Linked DNA regions of Oryzias latipes: region 1 is linked to region 2. Evidence: chromatin contacts called from public Hi-C data. All regions are on one chromosome and are shown on one strand. Each heading gives the region's core, a stretch centred on a gene start, on an enhancer-like site or on the middle of the called end of the contact. The rest is flanking DNA. Distances are from core to core; before and after follow the strand shown. Region 1 holds the start of adamts1 (ADAM metallopeptidase with thrombospondin type 1 motif 1). Region 2 has its middle 8.5 kb from the start of LOC111949230.

Evidence for each region. Hi-C and Micro-C count contacts between places; a contact is called where the count stands out from the background.
Region 1: a contact with region 2 is called in a Hi-C map of fibroblasts, with 6 times the contacts expected there. The contact joins the promoter of adamts1 here to the enhancer-like site in region 2. A contact is called at or near these places in 4 of 5 Hi-C or Micro-C datasets (embryo, fibroblasts and gastrula embryo).

Annotation. Positions count from the first base shown.
Region 1 is chr2:21,831,494-21,836,604 of ASM223467v1, forward strand. adamts1 (ADAM metallopeptidase with thrombospondin type 1 motif 1) reads left to right here and starts at 1,951. Exons shown (of 8, transcript NM_001104716.1): 1 at 1,951-2,837; 2 at 3,398-3,738; 3 at 3,818-3,950; 4 at 4,030-4,487; 5 at 4,604-4,790; 6 at 4,903-5,081. The coding sequence starts at 2,249.
Region 2 is chr2:21,581,863-21,586,899 of ASM223467v1, forward strand. No RefSeq gene overlaps it. Among protein-coding and RNA genes, the nearest start is that of LOC111949230, 8.5 kb to the left of the region's middle. Within about 2 kb of position 2,684, at least 5 of the 8 cell types and tissues checked have an H3K27ac peak or open chromatin away from gene starts, as enhancers often do. A contact at or near this core is called in gastrula embryo, where this site is marked.

The sequences.
Region 1 (5,111 bases), core at 701-3,200, 250 kb after region 2:
ACTCAGATAAAGTGTTGCATGATGGCACAAAGTCTCTTCTCTGTGCAACAAAATCCTCCCATTTACTTAGATTGCGTTATAAATTAACTAGTTCTGCAATTTATGATGTTAATTGCGTAAACGGTTGAAGAGTTACAGTAGTCAAAAGAACGTAAACACTGTTGTTAAAGGGTTAAGCTCCAGCATTGGTTCTCCATTATTTATTACATCACGTTTCAATTAATTTTGAGAAATCTGCCATTTTTGTAGTCAGTCAGACTATTTCAAAAAATAACAGACTCCTATTGAACTTTATTTACAACCACAGAAGAAGAAAGAAACGTGAACTCACGATTCCCTTCTACATTTGAGCTACTTCCTGTCTCCCCTATTGTCTTTTCAGAGTGACTTTACGTCAGATCCAAACACTAAAAAACATAAACGATAGGCAAGCATGAAATACATGATCTAAAGTAAGAATGTATAAGCAGTACACTGGTAGCTCACACCAAGTTAGCAAAAGGCACGCCCTGTTCTAAAGATCGCCCCGTCTAACCTCGCTGCCTGCGCTGCAACTGAACAGGAAGTATGCAAAACATTAAAAAAAATGTACATCATGCAGAAATTGCACGTACAGCACCCATCAGTTTATTTTATCAGTTTAATTTATCATCAAGCATCTCGTGATGACAGGTGAGGGTGATGATTCCCCCAATTTGTCACAGAATCCTCCCAAACACCTCTGAATCCCTGCAAGGTATGATCAAATCAACAACACAGATTTCCCAGGTTTCCATTCAGGTTTCTAATTCTATTTCTGCTTTGACTTTGATTCATATGTAATTTTTTGTTTCATTATGTTGTGCCTTAAAATTGACATTTCAATTGTTTTAAGTCAGTAAAGCATTTTCGCGTTACTGTTTTTTGAGAACATCAAACATCATTTCTTGAAAATCAGAGATGATTTGGGCTCCTTGCTGGTGACCTGAACTCTCCACGTCGCCCCCGCGTGCCTCATCAAATCCTGCTTTGACATTTTGGGAGTCTGTACTTCTAATCCCACAGCGCCCCCTGTCGACCAAACATCAGAATCTGTCTCTCACAGCTCTCATTCCCTGTATGAAGTATAAAGAACATGTCTGCCCTTCAGTGGATAACAATTGAACTGCAATAGTTTATATTTTCAGGGCCAATCCTCTTAAGGGGGACTTGTATGAAATTTCTGCTCTCAAACTAAAGTTTTTATTAGTTTTGCATAATTTCAAGCGAAAATATGTTTATTTATTACTGTTTTTTTAAATTTAATGTTGAACTGCATGTTATTAAAACTTACAATATTTTTAAAATGTTTAGGTTTTATATTATTATCTAGGCTTAAAGGATTCGCGCTAAAAGTGATTTTCATTAAATTCAACTGTACTGTGCATAGGAACGCAAATAGAAAGCATGTGTGTGTGTGTGGGGGGGGGGGGGGGGGGGGGGGTCTAAGGGCTGGAAGTCTTGGAAAAACGTAGCAACACTTGGCTGGTCCACCTTAAAACCTCAGTAGCCCCTCTTCGCTCCTGAGGCGCGCCAAAGCCGGCTTGGCTGTAAGGTGGAGAGCCGGGGTCCCGGAGAGCGGCTGTCCCCACATCTCAAACTGAAATAAAGTGAATTTAAAATCAAATCTGCACTCACAACGAAGTTTTTTTATTTTAGTTTGGATTTGGTCTCCGAACACAAATGTATTGGTTTGACTTGTATTATGAGTCTTTTGAAAGGCACAGGCTGAGGGGGGAAAAAAGATTCTCTCCCACTCCACCAGGATGATTGATTATCGTGGCAGCGCTCCAACTCGCTGCTGCGTTTTCCTTGCGCACGGGATTTGGCTCCGCCAAGATCAAAGGGCCCTCAGGAAAGGGGTGGTCCCGGGCCAGGGGAGGGGGGTGAGAGTTATATATAGGAGGATCGGCTCGGGTCTGACTGCAAGGCAAGAGCAGACAGCAGACTAGACGGTCTGAGAAAGCTGCCTCCTGACCTCTAAAAAGTCTGAGAGCATAAAGAGAGCCACTGGAATTTACTGCTGATCTCCAGCTTTGGTTTGCATCTCCTGCAAAGACAGATAGGAGATGCTCCTCTGAGTTCTGCACTGGATTTTTCTGAAGATTATTTGTGTGCGCGTGCGTAATTTTGTGGACACTTTTGTGGAAGAAATATCGAAAGGATTCCTTTTTTTGCTGTTTGAAGGACTTTGCTCTGATTACTACTTGTTGGATCCCAGCGCTGCGTAATGTGGCTTCTACACGTTTCCATCGTCGCGCTGTGCGTCGGCGCAGCGCTCTGCACCTGGGAGGAGAGCACGGTGGTGCCGGTCCGGCTGGAGCCGGACCAGCGCGAACCGTGGCGGACTCTGTCGGCGGAAGAGGAGCAGAAAGTCGGGGAGATGAGGGTCTATCAGCTGGACGTGTTTGGAAAACAGCTGATTCTGCGGCTCGAACCTGACCAAACCTTCTTGGCGCCGGGTTTCGTTTTCCATGTTGTGGGGAGCCCGGAGTCCGTGCCGGCACTGGCTGGATCCGACAGCGGATCGGAACCGGGCTGCTTTTTCTCCGGCACCGTGAATGGAGAGGCGCATTCCGCCGCTGCGCTCAACCTCTGCCGCGGGCTGAGCGGCGGCTTCTTCTTTGAAGGGAATGAATACTTCATTCAGCCCCTCGACTCCAGTGAGTTGGACCAGGTCCACTCGATTCGGCGCAGAAGCCGGGCGGCTCACAAGGAGGAAGGGAGCTCCAAGTGCGGGGTCAACGAGGACGAGGAGAGAATGCCAAAGAATCCGGGAGAGGAGGCCAGTCACGGAGCCCCTAACGCAGAACAGACAGGTAGTCTCGCGCGCATTTCACACACCATCACTCACTCTCAGCATAAACCCAAACTTTCACAGCAGAAACTCTACAAAAAGTACGCAAAACTTTGACAAATTTTAAACAAATTTACGAGGAAAGAATGTTTCTGTTACTCCAAAAGTGTTTCCAGAGTTCTGGATGGATGTGTGCGCCCTGTACAGCGTGCTCAGTGCACTCAGCCACCCTTTGACAGCGCTGTCAGCGCGCGGCCAGGAAGGAAAGGAGGGAGGGAGGGAATAAATGTCAGCATGTGTGTGTTGGGCTGGACTCGTGGAAACAGAAGGAATAAAGGAGGGGGGAGCAGGCGATGGGGACAACTGGAGCTGGTTGGCGCTGAGAGGTTAAACTCCTGGTACAAGTCGCCCCAAAGGAGTTTATTTCTCCCAAGAATTTATGGCTTTGTCACAAATTTAGAGAAGGCCACTTTTAGAGTCCCTGAAGTAGAGGAGGAGGAGCCATGGGTGGTGTGACAATGAGGCAGCCGCTGGTCTCTAACAGAGTAATATCCCATTAACGTTCTTCTGGTCTCCTTACAGCTCGCCAAAGAACCAGGCGTTTCGTTTCCACCCCACGCTACCTCGAGATCATGCTGGTGGCAGATCAGTCCATGGCTGAGTTCCACGGTGCAGGGCTCAAACCCTACCTCCTAACCATCATGGCTGTGGCATCCCGCCTCTATCGTCACCCAAGCATCCATAACTCTATCAGCCTGGCGGTGGTGAAGCTTCTGGTGGTGTACGAGGAGGAAAAGGGCCCTCAGGTGTCATCCAACGCAGCCATGACCCTCCGCAACTTCTGCCAGTGGCAGCGGCAACACAACCCCACAAGTGACCGCCACCCGGAGCACTACGACACAGCGGTGCTGTTCACCAGGACGGTAGGTCCAATGACAAATAGATAAAAGTTGTGGTAAAGAGTTTTTGGATGTTGATTTTGAGCTCCATCTGATTGATTAGGATCTTTGCGGTGCCAAGAACTGTGATACCCTGGGCATGGCAGATGTCGGCACAGTGTGCGACCCTGAAAGAAGCTGCTCAATAATTGAGGATGATGGACTCCAAGCAGCTTTTACAGTTGCACACGAGCTGGGTACGAGTGTTGATGTGTTAGTATAACGCATGGTGGTGCATAAACTCAAGCATGGCATTAAAAGTATCATACATCCCAGGTCACGTCTTCAACATGCCGCACGATGATGCCCAGCTCTGCTCTGGTGTGAACGGGCCTCACTGGGGATCCCACATGATGGCCTCCACTCTGTCTAACCTGGACCAGCAGCAGCCATGGTCTCCCTGCTCAGCCCTCATGATCACCAGCTTCCTGGACAATGGCTATGGCCAGTGCCTGCTGGACAAGCCTGTCAAGCCTCAGCCGCTCCCGCAGCCTCTCCCGGGAACAGTCTATGATGTGAACCACCAGTGCCGCCTTATCTTTGGCGACGACTCCAAGCACTGCCAAGAGCATAGTAGCACTTGTGCAGTTCTGTGGTGCACTGTGACTTTACCAAGTGGTCTGATGGTGTGCCAGACCAAGAACTTCCCCTGGGCCGATGGGACAGCATGCGGGACCGAGAGCTACTGCCTGGCTGGACAATGTCTCACAAAGAGCCAGGCTGCCAAACATCAGGTAGGAATCACTCTACCCAACTGACCTCTGCTTTGTCTGACCATAAGAGACTGTGTTTTAACACATTTTGGGCCTATTCTTGATCAAAACGGATTTTATTTTTTATTTTTTTACAGACTCCAGTCAATGGTGGTTGGGGCTTATGGGGACCCTGGGGCGATTGCTCCCGAACCTGTGGCGGAGGAGTTCAGTATTCCTTTCGCTCCTGTGACAACCCTCTACCAAAAAATGGAGGGAAATTCTGTGAGGGCAAGAGAATTCAGTATCGCTCCTGCAATACGGAGACCTGCCCAGACACCAATGGTAAGACATTCTGTTACAGATTTGGAAAAAATTAATTTGCAGTTTTCAAATTAATAGTTGCCTTCTTAGTGTTGCAATAAATCTGACCCGTCTTCCTGCTTTTTATCATCAGGTTTGTCATTCCGTGAGGAACAGTGTCTGGCCCACAATGACATGTCAGCTCAGGTGTCGCTGGGTTCAGGCGAAGGCGTCGAATGGGTGCCCAAGTATGCCGGAGTTTCACCCAAAGACCGCTGCAAGTTGGTGTGCCGGGCCAAGGGAACGGGATACTTCTTTGTTCTCAAACCTAAGGTCAGTAAACAAAGGGACTTTTATAAAAAT
Region 2 (5,037 bases), core at 1,434-3,933:
TCTGGGTTCCAGGGTTCAATCCCATCCACAAAAAGAAGAAGAAAAACTGATAGGAGTATTTTCGTTTGACAGTTTTCTCTTAAGGTCCACTTTCTGTAACAACAAAACAAAGTACAACTAGTTTATAGTCTATTCCAAGAAAGGGAGTGATGAACCGAAAATATTATAAAAAAGCTAAACAAGATTTAGTTTGAATTAACTCTTCCAAAAAATTGTGAATTCACAAGTTTACTGCAAATGTTTTTATATTAAATGTTGCTTTAATTTGCAAATTACTTAATTATTTATTTTTTCTTCTTTAGTTCTTTTTTTATCCTCAGATTGTTCTGTTGGGAAAGAAATGCTGGCAAAATTTTCACTCTCACTTGGTTTGGTCTGCCCTCACTTTGAATTCGTTGGAGAGGACCAGTCCAAACCTGCGACCTCCTAAAGGGTCGACTAACTGTGCACCACAGCCACCCCAAGATGAAAGAATAAATGTGTGCAAATACGTAAGTCCGTTCATCACCTGTTGCAGGCTGGCCAACCCTGGTCCTCAAGAGCCTCAACCCTGCCTGGTTTCCAGTTTTCTCTGACCACCTTGCTACTGTTTGGTTGACTCAAGTAATTCCACATCCTGATTGACTGAACACACCTAATTTGGGTTGTCAGCATCAAGCACAGCAGGGAAAGCTGGAAACCAGGCAGGGTTGAGGTTCTTGAGGTCCAGCGTTGGCCAGCCCTGCATCTCGATAACTGCCTGCACTGCATTACATTTCCCAATCGATCAACAAGACATCTATTGATTTTTTTTTAGATCTACACCACTTCCATCAACTACTTCTTGGTTACTATCCGCTTACTGAACCCACTGTGAACCCTTTAGGTACACAGAGTTATCGGATCCTGTCCCAGCTACTGTTAGGCAAAGGTAGGGTAACCTTGGACAATTTACTACTCTATTGCAGGGCTAGTTGTTGGTTTACTTTTGCTTTTCTGGTCCATAGAATTATCCGTCTGCTTTCATGCCAAAGTGGACCGCATCATGGTTCACCTGGAATCATACGGTGACCATTGTTTTGAGGGTTCCCTTCTTTGGTTCACACCATAGTTCAGATGAGCTAAACCGATTCAATCTGAACTTTGGTCCAACTCTGGCATTTCCAGCAGCATGCAAATGTTCTGACTTCCACGTTTTATTATTTCCCAATAAAGCTTTATTACACTGTCATTTTGAGATGCTCCCTTTAACACTGCAGTTTTAACTGAAGCAGGTTTGCGTTGGTTTATGTGAATTTTCCACCTCGGAATCATTTGGAATAATAGAAATTGTGTAGAGACCTTGGTTAGTTCAGAGAGCTTGGGTTATCTTGTCGGCAACAGCAACGATGTTAAAGCGTTAACAGAAAAAGAAAAAAAAACGTAAAAAGTAGGCGGAGGACCTTTGCCTTAATGTCCTCCATTGCTTCCATTTTATGTTGCAAAAAAAGACATCCAGGGAGTTTAGCTCATCTATGACTTCTTATTTTAAACCGAAATGATCTCAAACTGAGTTGATCTGAGCAGAGAAGATCAAGGAAATGGAAGAGTAGTATAATAGAAAAGCTGCAGGGTAAGTTTATCAGCAAACCACACATGAAGTGGAAGGCCAAATTACTCCAACCTTTCTTAAATAATGGGGTAAATATTTATCAATACGAAACTGTGTCCGGGTGGTATGGGCATTTCAAATTTAAGTTTTGATCAACGTAACATTTGTTTAAATAAACTATCTTTGAACTGGGTTGAATTGTCGTAAATGTAAGTGCACTGTGTGTGTCAAAATTCTTTGGCATAAGATTATCTGTTGTTGTTTTTACCATCCCCAAACTCTCCGTGTAGATTTAGTCTTCTGTCAGATCTTTGGTCCTGCGGTGTGTCTCACTGCTCCTATCGTCTTCCTTTTCTCTCTTCTGGCTATTGTGTACTCCATCTTTCCTATTTTATCTAATCGCCTCTGCCTTTATCTCTCTGTGTCTATCATCTCCAGGCCTCTCTGGTTATTAGTCTAATGTGCTTGATGTTGAAAGTCTTTCATCCTCATCCACAGGGATGCAGAGGTACAGATAGGGACAGAGAAGTCAAAAGATGGAAAAAAACAAGTTTGGGATTTGACCCATATATTTCTCTTTGAGTATGGACTGTGTGCCGTTCTTTAAAGTAAATATGTTTTTTTTAAATCTTTGTTGTGTCAGAACAAATAGAAAAATAACATAAAACATCAAAGTTCTGAGTTATGAGTTTAAGGTTAAAAGGTTCACCGAAAAAAAATAAATGTGGTAATTGGAAGATTTGAATTAAACTTTTTCCAGCACAAAAACCACTTTAAACAGTAGCTAAATCCTTTTCAGCTTTTTTACCCTGTGGGGATAGAGTGCACTCACACACATTTAAGGATTTACTTTGGCCCACAGCATCCACCATGTCTGGCTTGGCTGACACCACCTCTTGTTACTGGGACTGTGCCTTGAGGTCACTGCTATGGCTGGGTCCTCTGTGGATAAAAACATCCCCTTTTTTGGTAAAATAAGGACCAACTTGTTGGAAAGTACTCTGGTAAAATGTGCAGCTCGTTTATGAAACTGAGCTAAGCTTGTTCTATCAGCTTTGGTCCACCTTAAGAGAATTCAGGGTGCAGTTTTCCATTTTTACCCGTTGGTGTCAGTGTTGTACCGCAGTATGACCCTCTGCTACAGCCTTGTGTAGTCCAGATGAGGGTTTGGTTTTTAAGGTGGCTCAAGGGAGACAGACAATAGTTACTTCTGTCAGAAAGCTTGAGTAAATGACAGAAAATAAAGATCCTGAATGAAGTTTTGATGATTATCGAATTGCTCCCGGCTCCTTCTGGACTTGTCCATCACACCTGTGCTGGCTGTGTCTTGGTGCAGGCATGTGGCGGCTGACACAAGGAAAGCAGCTTACGGCTCCTGGTCCCTGGTCTGGGAGCCCTCTCCGGCTGCCACCAACAGGGCTTTATCGGTCTTGAGGATTACTGTGATTTCATTAGCTGCACAAACACACACACACATGCATGCATGGATGGTATGCACGCATAGTGTAAAGAAGGTGCAGGTTGCTGGTGATAATGTGGCCGTAGCTGTGCTTTTTTTTAAGGCCACCGTTCGTCACAGGGTCTTTAGTTATCTCCAGTATATGTGTGAAAAAAGGGCGCATAACCCATGAGAGGTTGTTGGAGCAAAGGTTGAATGGAAATGGAGGTGGGTTCTGTGTGGACTACCAAGCCAAACAGCAACAGTAACTATGGTCATCTGTGTGTACTAACATTCTTGCGTGTGATTGTGCTGACTCAGGCCAGCAGAAGAACTGAAGAGAAGCTTCTCATCCTCCAACTTCTCTAAAGTGATTGCTTTAATCCAGTGGTTCTTCTTTCATTAAAATATTCTTATCCATCCAAAAACCATCATTTTTCTCAAAGGTAAACTGTTTTGTATGGAGTCTTCAGAGTGTCTGCGAATTAGGCACCAGACGGGTTTGTATCTTATCTCCTTTGATGTAAACTTTCTCCTTTTTAGGGCCCGAGCACGGAGTGCAAGGACCCTATTGTAATTCGAATGTTTATTATTATTATTATTATTATTATTATTATTATTCTACCGGAAGAGTCGCCTTTTTGAGGCCTTTAACATACCCCAAAACTCACCAAATTTGGCACACACATCAGGAGTCGCGAAAAATTTCGTATTTTATAGGAGATTGGCATGGGCGCAGAAAAACGGCTCGATAGCGCCACCTACAGTGACTTTTGTCCCGACGCCCCGCATACGCTTTAACGTACAAGCTTGATTTTTACAGGGCATGTTCTTCAGATGGAGACCTACAAAAAAGTCTGAAAGGACCCACCTGTCACTCGCACAGGAAGTCTGATATATTGAGGTCAATATGTCATTTTTGCTCCATTTTGGACATTTGCAGGCCTCGCTCTAGAACGAACTCCTCCTAGAGATTTGTGAATAATGACTCCAAACTTTGGTTTTGTAAACTAAACACATGTCCGATGTTAAATTGCGAAGCTTTTAAGTTTTTACGGATGTTTGTGACCGTGGCGGCGCGTCGAAAATGGAGGTCATTTTGAAAACACGCCATGAAAAGAAAAATGGCCATTACTCAGCCATGCAAAATCCAATCTGATCCAAAATTGATATGCATGATTGTAGTCTGACCCTGACCACATCAGAAGTGGAAAAATCCAGAACAGGTGTAGCGCCACCTGCTGGTAAAAGGAAATGACATGTTTTACTTGGAGCATCACTGCTCCAAGTAGGATGAGCCGACACACCTCAAAATGATGTCCACCTGTTGAAAAGCCATTGATGTTTACTCTGATAAAAAGCCTTAACTTTCAATGCGGGGGTGTGGTCGTGACAGAGCGGCGAAGTTGGGCGTCTCGCCATGCACACAAAAGTTGCTCTCACGTGCACATTCCTTGTCCAATCTCACTGAAATTCAATAGAGGTGATGAGGCTTCCATTCTGAACCAATGGATATGACAATCTTGGACGAGCTCCATAGCGCCACCTAGATATTGACAAATACATTTTATGTCACATTCTGACCTATCTTTTCTCTGTGCTTTGTCCGACATTCATAAAATTACAACAGGAGATACTCATAAGGGTCTTCTCTCATCGTCTAAAGTTTCATGGGTGTACACCTGACGGTGCCTGCGCAAGCCAGTGCCAAACAGGAAGTGGTTGATTGCGTTGCAGTCAGATAATTAAAAATTCATAAAAAATCAGCCGTTTGTATCACGAGGCTGAGATTTCAGAATGAGAGGCCTCTTACATATCTCCAACTTAGATACACAGCACTTGCATGGGTGAACAAAAAACGGCTCAATAGCGCCACCTACCATGTTTGTTTTTGAGAGCCCCGCCATGTTCTTTAACATACAAGCTTGATTTTTACAGGACATGTTCATCAGATAGAAACCTACAAAAAAGTCTCTTGGGACCAAGCTGTCAGTCGCACAGGAAGTCTGCTATATTGGTGTCAATATGT